2 separate regions of the Mus musculus genome follow, and region 1 is linked to region 2. A link is a contact called in public HiChIP or PLAC-seq data. All regions are on one chromosome and are shown on one strand. Each heading gives the region's core, a stretch centred on a gene start, on an enhancer-like site or on the middle of the called end of the contact. The rest is flanking DNA. Distances are from core to core; before and after follow the strand shown.

What was found. HiChIP or PLAC-seq counts read pairs in DNA pulled down with a chosen protein or histone mark.
Region 1: a contact with region 2 is called in an H3K27ac HiChIP or PLAC-seq map of microglia, with 4 times the contacts expected there. The contact joins two enhancer-like sites. A contact is called at or near these places in 1 of 39 promoter capture datasets (hippocampal neurons), 1 of 115 datasets of contacts at active chromatin or transcription factors (microglia) and 1 of 9 other capture datasets (embryonic stem cells).

The regions. Positions count from the first base shown.
Region 1 is chr2:31,592,467-31,598,982 of GRCm38.p6, reverse strand. It overlaps Fubp3 (far upstream element (FUSE) binding protein 3), which reads right to left. Exons shown (of 18, transcript NM_001033389.4): 3 at 6,487-6,516; 4 at 4,091-4,140; 5 at 3,662-3,733; 6 at 2,332-2,389; 7 at 283-445. Among named protein-coding and RNA genes, the nearest start is that of Mir6998, 17 kb to the left of the region's middle. Within about 2 kb of position 2,297, at least 9 of the 459 cell types and tissues checked have an H3K27ac peak or open chromatin away from gene starts, as enhancers often do. A contact at or near this core is called in microglia, where this site is marked.
Region 2 is chr2:31,197,538-31,203,650 of GRCm38.p6, reverse strand. The region is part of intron 14 of Gpr107 (G protein-coupled receptor 107); the gene reads right to left. Among named protein-coding and RNA genes, the nearest start is that of Gm22516, 11 kb to the right of the region's middle. Within about 2 kb of position 1,505, at least 25 of the 459 cell types and tissues checked have an H3K27ac peak or open chromatin away from gene starts, as enhancers often do. A contact at or near this core is called in microglia, where this site is marked.

The DNA.
Region 1 (6,516 bases), core at 1,048-3,547, 390 kb before region 2:
AGACTCTTGCCAGGCGTGGTGGCACACGCCTTTAATCCCATCACTTGGGAGGCAGAGGCAGGCAGATTTCTGAGTTCGAGGCCAGCCTGGTCTACAGAGTGAGTTCCAGGACAGCCAGGGCTACACAGAGAAACCCTGTCTTGAAAGACCAAAACCAAAAAACAAAAACAAAACAAAAAAAAGGAGGACTCCTGTGGCATTCGAAGAGAGGTCTGTAAGGGAGCCTCGGCTCTTGAGTGTGCAAGGGCAGCCCAGCGCAGCACCAAACGGTTCTCAAATCACCTGCAACTGCTTGATCGTTTCCCCTCCTTTGCCGATGACCAGCCCCACTTTAGATGCAGGGATAAGAAGTTCCTGGATTGTGCTGTTGCCATCCATATCGTTGTGAAAGCCAGGCCCATTCCGACATCGATCCACGATCTGCCCCAGGAGCCGTTTGGCTTGTCTTTGGGAGGGAGAAAAATCACAAGAGACCCAGCATTAAATGGTTGTTTAAGACGTTCTAGGTACCAGGGAAAACACAAAGGAGTCAAGGCAGCCCTCCATCCAGCGCCAGCTCCTGCTCCTGCCTCATAACCTGGGAGGTCTCAACCATTCGCCACGCTACAGTACTGCAATTCAAAGGTAACACACAGCAGAGCACAGCACAGCACAGCACAGCATAGTTTCCCCTGGAGTCTCAGAAGCTAGCCACTGTCAGACCCCACCCCTCATGTCTGCCCTCTGCACCTGCCTGCATCCTCAGAGCCCTGCCTCCTTCAATGCAGCTCTTTTGTCCTTTGTCCACCTCTGTTCCCCCATCTAGCACAACCCTCACAGGAGACACTCAGCACACTTGTTAGCGAGGGTGGGGGAGAAGGAGCGATGAGAGAGACGGAGAAAGCAAGGGTTAGTAGCCACGCTTCAGCCTCTCAATTCCAACGTCTCCGTGTTGCCAGCAACACTGCTTGAGGACTTCCAGCTCAGTCTGGATCTCCAGTGTGGTTCAGGACAAAAGGGGCAGTATCCTGCTGCAGCTGTATTCCAGGGAGCACCTGACTGGTGCAGCCCAGTAGGGACTTTGTGCTTCATAGCCCTGCTATCTGTCTTCATTTCTGCAAGGTATCAACCGAACAACCCAGCCTACAATATCACATGTTGGGCCAGTTTCCTTTTCTGCACCAGAATCTTCCCTGGCTGTTATTTGCAGAATGTATTCTTTAAGTCATCACAATTTGTTGTTGTTGTAAGAGAAACAGATTCATCAAGCAGAAGGCTGTCTGTGCTGGAGAGAGATATTCCTCCTCAAGCTTACTCTCAAGCTGGAGCTCCTTGGGTAGACACAAAGTGGGAGCGTTTAGGAGTAGGAAGGGCGAGCCGTCTTTTGCAGTCTTGAGCCTTTGTGTGCAGAATCATCTTATGGGCTCTCAGCTGCAGCAGCTTTTTAGTATTTTGCTAGTGTACTAGATTAACCTGTGCTGGAAAAAAATGCTGGGACTCCAGCACAACCATCCAGCTTGCCCTATAATGCACACCTGCCAGTGGTATTTATTCTGGTTCATCGCTTGCAATGTTATAGCAGAACAAGAGAATTTAAACCCATCTAGGCTCCCTGAGAAATGGAAACAATAAAACAACCCTACCTATTGAGCTAGACATAATCTCAGCTCCCCTGTCCCCTAGCCAAACACTACTGTACAGACCGAAAGGGGAAAGCGAACCACTCCAGCCTGCAGTCCTGCTCCTCTGGAGGTACGTGGGTCTATGAGCTTTGTGTTTGGTATAGGGCTCTGAGCAAGCATGTATCAGGACAGGGAAGCAAGGCAAATTATCAGGGCTCTTGCCAACAGCAATGTCACATGTTGGGCCAAGGCACCTGCTGACTGGTTCACAGGCTCTGTGAGTGGAGCAAAGGACAGTGGATTCACTTGGTTCGCAAGCATCAAAAGAGTAAGCAGATCAATTGGCCCAGGGAAAACGCCTGGTACCCAGTTTTTTAAGCTCACAAAGTGATCAAATCCTCTGATCCAGGTCTGTTCAGGTATGGGAGGTGTTAACAAGGAGGTTGCTGATTAGTGTGATTAGCCAGGATGAGTGTCCACTGCTCAGCCCCTGATTTATGGAGAGGTCATGACAGCTAGGAGGCATTCTGGGCTTGTGTGTTTGGGCTAAAAGAAGAGCTGTCCTGGTGTGGTGTGGTAAGCTCCCAGGTCTTTCTGCTACTGGAGGTGTGCTGTGGGCAGACTCAGCACAGAGGGACAGTATGCAGCAGCAGTACTGCCCTTCCGTTTCTCCTCACTTGGGGAAGGAGGAAGAAGAAGTGAAAGGAAAAAGTAAATAAAACAAACTTACTCAATACTTTCTGGGGTTCCGGTAAGTACACAGGGCCTCTCTGGAATCCCAGAACTCTCTATAAGAAGAATCAAGAAGATGAGGTGTGTTGGTGGGCATCAGGCAGCTGTGTGCCTTTGCCTCTGTGTGTAGACTGTCTCTCTCTGGGGCTGGTTCCTACACCACCCCCACAGAAGCACAGTCTCCCAAAAAGACCAGTTTGCTTTGCTGGGGGACAGAACTTTAGTTCTCAACCTAGAGACTGAGTCCCACAGAGAGCCAGCAGGACACAGCAGAGCTCTGTGAGTTGGTCCTAATTACCAAGCCCCACTCACTCGGACTTGCCCAGAGGCTCCTTAGCACTGCAGTCACTCCCTCAGGTTTCCCTCACACTGTGTGCAGAGCAGCTCCATAGTCACCAGCCTGCAGACGGCTCTGCGGTGTACTCAGGACTTTATAAACACGCCAGGATTACAGCATTTATTGTATTCACATCCCAAGAAATCGGCAGCAGGGATGTGCTACTGGTCTCTGGGCCATTTGACAGGAGAGAAAACCCTTTGTTTCCAACACCCACATGTTTTATTTATTTACCCATATGTTTTAAACTGACCCTAAAAACTCCTTAAAAATCTTTTCTCAAAACACTGAAAGAGGGAGCTTGCATTCGCCTAGCCTATGTATGTAAACTGTTTTTACTCCCTGGCACTGTAAAAACCAACAAAAAATCCTCAAGACAAATCGCTAAGAGCCATTACTGCTTTTAAGACACTGAAGTGAGTATTGTATAAATGACGAACGTTCTCTACAGGAATGTCTCCAGACCTCTCCTCCTCTCAAATGGAGCGAGGACACACTCGGATGACATACTAAAACTACAACTCAAATAAAACTGTTCTTTAACCAGTGTCTTTCAACGTCAAATGGTCAGAACTGAAAGAATGTCTGAGCAGTCCAGAAAGGTGTCTGACCCCCACTCAGCCAGGAGCCCTACTGTCCTCCCCACAAAGTGGAAGGATGGTCTTGTACAGGGAAGCTGGGTGCAGGCCCCACTATGCCTGGCATCACATTCTGGTGCAGAAAACATATGTCTTAGCCCAGCCAGCAGGTGTTAGGAGGAGGAGGCCACACTGGCCAGAGTTGAGTGTTGCCCTAGGAGGCAGGCGTGAACCTCATTACCAGGCTGGCTTTTGATTTTGGTGCTCAGGTGGGGTCCAACCCCAGAAGTGCAAAACAGACAGCAATCACACATACTTACCCTAGCTTCTAACCAAAAGCAGACACAGATTGTGGAAACTGCTGTCAAACACTGATTTCTACTAAATGAATCTATGAGGAAAGTAGCCCTTACCTGAGGCAATCTGAATTTTGCACCCAGATTCTGCTTGAATTCGTGAAATCTGCTCACCTCCCCTGCCAATAACTGCAATGAAACGAGCAGGGTCAGAAGGTGCCCCCCTTTGCACACATAAGCACACATGGATAGCTTAATTAACTCAGCAAACATTTACACTCTGCTCACAGCTCACTATAAGCCAACCTCTGGGGAGTCCTCTCAGCTCATGGACGTCACAGCAACAGACGATGCATGTGACACACAGCAGGTAACGACTTCGGCCTTGGCAAGCATAGCTAGGGGTGGCCAAGTACTCTGATGTTCAGATGATACTGACCACGATGCCTGCAACAGTCCCCCTAGCAGGCTACCACAGGTGACATGCTCATAAGAGAGTCTAACAGACAAGAACAGACAGGAGTTAAGGAAAAAGGCAATACTTACTAAATCCAACCATTTTATCAGGCACTTTGAATTCTTCTGTTATTACTGCCCTAAAAACAAAGAAAGTTTTTAGTAAAAGACAGAATTCAAACTTCTGCAACCAACTTATATCCCCAAGATGAAAGCTTAAATCAATCATGCTTGCTGATTTGGCCTTTCCCAAACACCCAGAGAATGTCGTTTTGGGGTCCCTTTGGTCAAGCATTCCTTGGGAACCCCAAAGCCTCCTATCTCCGGCCAAAGCAGAAACACCCAGATGCTTCCACCAGCTTCCTCCCTAGCTGCCTGCTGGACAGACAGACGTTTATGTGACTGGCAGAGGTAACAGACGGGTCATCAAGCCCAGGACAGGTAATGAGCTGCTGGGGTATGGAAAGAGCTTCAAGACATTTATTAAGGTATGAGCTCTAGATTAAAACAGTCAACGTTTTTGATTTCCTGATCTGTTTCCTATGTCTTTTAAGATAGTACGTGCCCAGGAAACCCAGCACCCTGCAGAGCCTAATCAGTGTAAGGCAGGACAGCACAATCGCCTCACTCGTGCTGTGAGAGACTTTTTTGTTAAATACTATCCTGTTCATCAGGTGCCTTCAAAAAAAAAAGACTTCATCGGCTCTTTCACACAAACTTAGAAACGTAGCATGCAGTGTATTGTGGACAATATCCAATTGCCCAGCACCACAGAAAGCAATTAAATCTAAACATTTACCTTAGGGGATGCTACATACAAGTAGTCTTTAAAAAAAAAAATCAAAAAACAAAAAACAACCTTAGAAAAGCATACATTTTCAAGCCTTTCTCACACAGCTGGATTTTTACCCATCATGGAAAGGATCGAATACAGTCCATTTTCAGGGGAGTGCAGCACTTAGAAGAAATGCAACAGCATAAATAGCTCTGCCACCACGTCACCATGACAGGAACTGTCCTCAGCCTGCACACAGGGATCTTTCCCCACGTCTCTCCCTATCTGGAGCAATACAAGCATTCACGAAACTCTAATGGGGCCAATACCTGGCACCCACCAGCCCTCAAGGCCCAACGACCCCTAGCAGAGGCCAGGCCTGCCAGGATGCACTTTAGCACGGTGGCAGGGGCTCAGCATCCTGTACATGAAACCGTGAGCTGGGTCTGCTTATGAATGGGTAATGTCAGGACTGGTCAGCCCTGTGTAAGGTGACTACACAGCATGCTTGCCAACAGTCCTAAGCTCATCCCCAGCACCGAAAACAAAACCAATCCCAACAAGACCCCTAACACAACAACATACACAATAGAGAACACCACAGTGCTGGGCAATTCTCTAGCACTCATACATGACGCTGGCTATCAATCTCAATTTCTAGCTCCCCTCCAACCCTCCTCTATATACCTCTGGCTGGACCGGGGCTTCTTATGTAGACTAGGCTGCCTTGGATTCAAACATTCCATCTATGCCTCCCAAGTGCAAGGATAAAGTCATATGATACCACACCCAGCTCAAAGGCTCTATTCGGAAAGAAAGGCAGAAACTGGTCTAAGGCACTAAGAATAGGCACCCTGGAAAAGTTACATGCTAATTACAGCTTAAAAGGAAATGCTTATCAGCATTTCATACTAACAACCTCACATAAGTTATTTTAACTCATTAAACAAACAAAACAATGAAACAAGAAATTCAGGCTAAACCTTCCAACTTAACTGACTGTTGGTGATGTTAACAGACCCAGCATTTTATGTACAACAGGGAGGGAGCAGCTATGTCACTTGCAGCACAGGTTAAGGACATCAACTGACAGTTAACATTCTCTGCAGAAGAGAAGACCACAGTCCCCGGAGCACTTTCCCCTTTCCTGTGGGTGATGCTATGACCAGATACTCTTATCTTACAGATGGGCCTTTTTAAAGCCTAGGGTCTTTGTATCTAAATCCTCAACTTAATGGAGGGCTATGGGGGAAAAGAGAAGCTGAGAAGAAACTAGGCACTTAGCCAAGATTCTCCCAACAAATCCTCAATCCCAGGCACATCTTGCTTTCGAAGCCCCCAACACTCTGTTCACCCAAGAATGCATTCTTCTCCTGTGAAGAGGCTGAAGATCTGAGTACTGGAAGATCCACAGAACCAGCAGGACAATGCCGTCCCTCCTTTCAAATCTAATCTACAGTGGAAGAGAGCAACTCCTCTATTGTCAGAGTCTCTTGAGGCTCTACAGGGGCTGGTTTAGTGCCTCGGATCAGTCTGTTCCTCTGGCCTGCACTGTTCTGGAGAGGGCTGCAGGAACCATGGATCTTAAGAAAATCTAGCCCCTGGCTTCCCACACTTCCAACCTCTGACTTGCTAACACTCCAGTGCAGATGGTGGATCAATAAACAATTAGAAATGATCAATAAATAATAAAACATAACCCACTGCTTACCTTTGATGTACCAAGGCCCCTAACTGGTTA
Region 2 (6,113 bases), core at 256-2,755:
GGCTCTACTGTTAAGAGTGTATTGCTGCTCTTGCAGAGGACTCAAGCTTGGTTGTCAGTACCTACATCAGTTGGCTCACAACCGCCTGCAACTCCAATTCCAGGAGACCTGAGCCCATCTTCTGGTCCTCAGGCTCTGCATGCATGTATAGCACACCCTAACCCCCATTATATAGAAATAACTTTTTTTCAAATCTTATAACAAAACCCCTAAGAAGGCCAGAGACAGATCAGACCTGCCCCCAGCTCACTTCCTTTGACAGTTTGGAAACTATCCAAAACCAATAAGAACCACCATGATTGTTACTGTCTATGGAGAGATACAGGCACTGCCATTTCTTCTGCTTCATCTCACAGGCTCCTCTGTGTAGAACGCCACACTGTCAGTGACCTGTCTGGGATGAGTGAGCTGGCCTGGTGAAGGCTAGCCATACACAGCCTGTAAGTGGAGAAGCCAGGCCTCCACTGGAGCCCAAGGCCACTTCCCTCAGCGCCACGCTCTCTCCACCTACACTCCAAATCAGCGAAAGGCAAGCCCCAGCTTCTGACCTTCTGACCACTGCCATCATAGTTCCTGCTGGGGACTGCCAGTGCCATTCTCAGCATGGGCTACTAACTTACAGGGTCAGCTTCTTAAAGCCTCTGCCTCTGTGTAAAGAAAGCCTCAGGCTTAAGACATTCCACTGGCCTACCACCCACGCCCTGCTCCTCACTGCAGTGCCCAGGCTGAGCAGTTGATCCCGCCTGCCCATCCTCCCATCTGCATGAGTCTGCTCAAAGTCACTCCTGGGGCAGAGGGTCTCCCTGTGGGGGCGAACCCCATCACCTGTCCCTGGGAGCAGGAGAGAGGCCACAGGCCAGAGACCTGACACAACACTGGCTTTAAAGTGTTAATGGGGCTCTATAGCCTTCAGAAGGAAATCCCACCAACAAACCTCAGACAGTTTGGGGGAGTCAGCAGGGGAAAGGGCTGTAACTGCCAGTGGCTCGGTTCCTCAGAGCACAGGGCACTTCCTCTCATGCGTCTGGAGGCTGTGAAAACTGATCCCAATTCACTCCTACATGCATTTAAAGCAACAGCCCAAGAGAGGTCAAAGGTAAATGAGCTAAACCACTAGGGTATGTATCTTGTTCTGTGCCAGACCATATCATCAGTGACAGAAATGAAAGTGGGCCAGCAGGACAGGTGGCTCAGATCTACAGAGGCCCCAGTTTCTTAGGAGGCTGAGAGGAAAATCTAGAGTTTAGAAGTTCAGGACGAGCAACCTGCCTCAATCAATCAATCAATCAATCAATCAATCAATTAAAAAGTCCAAAGACCACCGGGCAGGGGAAGCCTGTGCTCCTTTGCCCTTCCTCCTTCCCTCTGACTCCAGAACCCATCATCAGCACTGCTCAAGGAGGGGCCCAAAGGGATGGTCCAGACTGGCTCTGTCAGCGTCTGCTCTCTCCAGCACAGTGTACAGCCGAAGTCCATGAGCTAATCAGATGGACACTACAGTAGAGACTGCAGCCAAGCTTGAGCGCATGTCAGTCAACCCCAGGTCTCCAACACAGATGCAACCAGCAGTGAGCTAGGACGAAGGTCACATTTATGCTTGCTTGATAACACAGGCTACCAACTCAGGCGAGACTCTCCAGGTCAGAGAGTCTGACCTCCCTGGACTACTGCAGCACTCCATCAGAAAGCGCGGCCTGCAATCCTGAGACACACCAGCAGCCCTGGACAGAGCAGGCTATTGGGGGAGGGAGGGCAGCTACCATGAAGTGTGCACACTGAGTTGCTGATACTTAATGAAGCAGTGCATCTCAGCCTGTGCTGTGAGAAGTCCCTGGGCTCTGGATTGTGTCTTACATGACCTTGGAATGGCATTACTTATTAAGTAAGAGATCAGTTATTTCATAGTGTTGGAAGATACAGGTTGGTAGCAATTCAGGAATTTTGAGTGTGTGTCTGAGGTAGGAAAAAACCTGGTTTTGGTGAAAAACATATATTAAATATGCTTGTTTTAAACTGGTGTTATGACATATTCAATCACCCCCTCCGAGCTGTGCTCGAGAGCATGTAGAAGTCCCAGCTGCCCAGGAGCCCTGTGGGAGGGAGGCACTGGCAGACTCTGGGCAGACCTGTGAGGTGGTCCTGAGAGGAGAGCAGAACCCTCTGAGGCTTTTCTGGGCACCACTGTGTGCTGCAAGAGAAACAGGCACATTCCAGTGTTCCCGCGACAGCACTGGGAAAGAAGGTATCTGCAGGTGGCTGTGAGCATCCAAGGCAGCAGCTCCAGACATGATGTCCTTAGTGACACAGGGACAAAAGGATGGTGACAAGGCTCTGTGATTAGATCAGGGACTCATTTCTTTGCCTCTTCTCTTAAAAACTCTGCTGTAGGTGGGAGGGTTCTAACAACCAACACTGAGCAGCAGTGCATATAAAGGTAGGGCAGAGACTCAGCCAGGCTGTCCCCTCAGCAGGCAGGCTGTCCCCACAACAAGTATAGTGGGGAGCTCCCTCTTCTCCTGAGGGCTTCCAGCTGGAGTCTCTAGGCTTCCCTTGGCAACAGCTCTCACTCACCGACCAGAGCATCGTGGCTCCTACTTGGAAAGTGAAAACCAAGGCTGGACAAGCCTGTCACGGAAAGACACTGAAGTGAAGGAGCTGGGGAGGATTGTGCTTACAGACCCCTAAAGCCAGAGCTGTTCCTTGTTCAAGGCTATCTGGTTAAGAAGAACAGAGTGTCATCCCACCCCCACCCCCAAGGCCTTAACTAGTCTTTTTTTAAAAAAATATTTATTTATTTATTTATTTATTTATTTATTTATTTATTTATTTATTATATGTAAGTACACTGTAGCTGACTTCAGACACACCAGAAGAAGCCATCAGATTTCATTATGGATGATTGTGAGCCACCATGTGATTGCTGGGATTTGAACACAGGACCTTTGGAAGAGCAGTCAGTGCTCTTAACCACTGAGTCATCTCTCTAGCCTCCTTAACTAGTTTAGAAAAAGTAGAATCCTCAAACGCAACACTAACTGGTTAAAGAAAAATACTGAGTACAACTCTGGCCACCAAGTGACCACTTAAAAGCAGCCATGGCTTATGCTCAAGTACCAGGACATGGCACATGTGGTCTAAGACATGACATCTCTTAGATGTCTAGAGTAGCTGGGATGGCACACTAGGCAGGGCAGGACAGCAGATGTTAGACTCTGCAACCTCTGTGGTTACTCAGCTCCGCCACTGCAGGGCACAGCAAGCCATCAACAGCCATGGCTACTGTCAAGCACGATTCTATTTATAAAAACATGGGGAGATAGCTGAGTTGTTAAGGTTGTCTAGTGTGCACAAAGCACTGGGTTTGGTCCTTAGCACCTACAAAAATGGGTGTGGTGGTACAGGCATGCAATCCCAGCACATGGGATAGAGGCAGAAGGGTCAGAAGTTCAAGGTCAGCCTTGACTATATAGTTGAGTCAATGATAGCCTGGGTGCTAGAAGACAGTCTTTCTTTCTTTCTCTCTCTCTTTAAAAAAAAAAAAAAAAGGTTCTCAGCCACCAAGAGCACACTACTCCTGCAGAGGATGTAGTTCCCAGCACCCACATTAGGCAGCTACAACACCTTAACTTTAGCTCCAGGGGCATCTGCACTTATGTGCATACCCACACATGCAGTACGTGTGTGCTCCAATAGCACCTGTCACTCAACTCCCTCTGCTGTAAGCTCCAGAATGGCAACCACCGTGCTCTCAGCTCTCTGCTACATATGTGCAGAATAGACAGGCTGCCATGGGGCTGGTGAGATGGCTCGGCGGGTAAGAGCACTGCTGCTCTTCCAAAGGTCCTGAGTTCAATTCCCAGAAACCACATGGTGGCTCACAACCACCCGTAATGAGATCTGATGCCCTCGTCTGGAGCATCTGAAGACAGCTAGCTACAGTGTACTTATGTATAATAATAAATAAATCTTTTTTATGCAATCTGGAACCCCAGCCCAGGGATGGTGGGTCTTCCCACCTCAACTAACCTTATGTGGATAATCCCTCAGGGATATGCCCTGAGACTTGTTTCCCCGGTGATTCTAAGTCTCACAAAGTTGACAGGTTCAACCATCTGTTGAGTGATACCTGGAAAGAGTCAGTGGGGAATTGTCTAGATCAGGTTGGCCTGTGGATGACTATCTCTTGACTGATAGTTGATGTAGGAAGTCCCAACCACTCTAGGAGGAACCACTCCCTAGGTAGGAGGTACAGAACAGTGTAAGTAAGGAGAAGGTAGCTGAGAACGAGCAAGCAAGAATCTATGTGGGGCCGTCGAGATGGCTCAGCGGTTAAGAGTACCAACTGCTCTTCCAAAGGTCCTGAGTTCAAATCCCAGCAACCACATGGTGGCTCACAACCATCCATAACAAGATCTGACGCCCACTTCTGGAGTGTCTGAAGACAGCTACAGTGCACTTACATATAATAAATAAATAAATAAATAAATCATTGGGCTGGAGCAAGTAGGGCCGGAGAGAGAGCAACCATCTGTAATGAGATCTGAAGCCCTCTTCTGGAGTGTCTGAAGACAGCTACAGTGTGTTTACATATAATAAATAAATAAACCTTTAAAAAAAAAGAATCTATGTATTGATTCTTTCTGCTCTTCAGTGTGAATGTGTTTTAAGTTCCTGCCTTGATTCTCTCCAATAATGGACTATAACCTGGAACTGTAAACCTACATTTCCTTTCTACCATTTAGGCTTTTCTCCAGGGTATTTTTTCCCAGCAACAGGAGGAAACTAGAACATATGGCAAAGAGGCTGTGGATGTAAACTTGCTGAGTGGGCGCGTGCTGAGCACTGTGAGCTGCTGTCCAATCTGACACACCAAAAAACCTAGCGATGAAGGTGCTGGTGATGAGACAAGAGTCAGCATCTGACACAGAGTCCTGGCACGGACTGTTCACTGGCCCTGACACCATGGCAGACAGACAGACACAGGGCCACTGAGAGGCTCAGAAATGCCACTTTGGAGCAGATATGACACAGTAGATCTGAACAGCGTATATGAAGATCACAATCACAACGGCCAGCAGAAGTGGCCCATGGCTTTTGTCCCAGGCTTCCCTGTGCGGCTTATCTGTCTCTGAATGTGTATGTATGTGCACCCAAGGTCACAGCAACACTGTTCATCATACTCAAGAGACCCTTGACACATGGATGGTGACAAAACTCCACATACATAGCATGCAATATCATTCAGCATTAGAAAGCCAGGAAATTCAGGCCTGGCTACAACATGGGCTGACTTCAGGACACTTTGCTGTGTGGAACAAGCTGGACACAAAAAAAGTGCAGATACCACTAACAGCAGCCAAATTCATAAGGGCAGAAGGTGTGTGGAAGGGGAGGGGGCATTCCATCAGCAGCTAGGGTGAGAAGAGCAGGGGAAGGCACAGTTTCAGCTTGGGAACTTAGAGAGCTGGCAATGGATGGTGCTGACAGCTGACAACCGTGGGGACCAAGTGCAGACCACCACGGAACTGCATGCTCAAGTACAGTTCAAGTTTACTGCAGCACAGCAGCAGAAAAGCAGAGCAGAGATGCTATGAGGTGCGGCCCAGTGGAGGTGCAGCGCTCAGTGAGAGTGAGACGTCACGGGCTATGGGCCACATAAAGCTGGCAGGGACTGTTCTGGGACTCAGTCCTGGGAGGGGCACCGTTTCCTCTGGGCCAAATACAACCATCGCTGTAACACAGAGCAGTGATGGCCGGTGTGACTCTCATGTGGAGGGCACAAGGCCTCTTCTCTCCCTGACAGCTCAACTGCCCCTAAGTAAGGAGTGAACGAAGGTGGACTTCTGCCTGGCTGCAAGCCGCCCACGCAGGCCCTTTGTGCAGCTCCAGGAGGCTGGCTGGCTGGCTCACCACACTGGGCTCAACTGCTCCTTTGGTGATCCTAGGACCCCTGCACTTCAGGGGAGCAGATGCTTCTCTAAGTCTCCTGAGGAAAGAGCAAGGCAAGGAGTCTCACACTACGTTACGTTAGTGCGCTCCTATTCACATCACAGCACAGGAGGACAGGATCTCCCTGACAAGCAGGCTTAGTGGGCTCGAGCCCCACAAGTCAC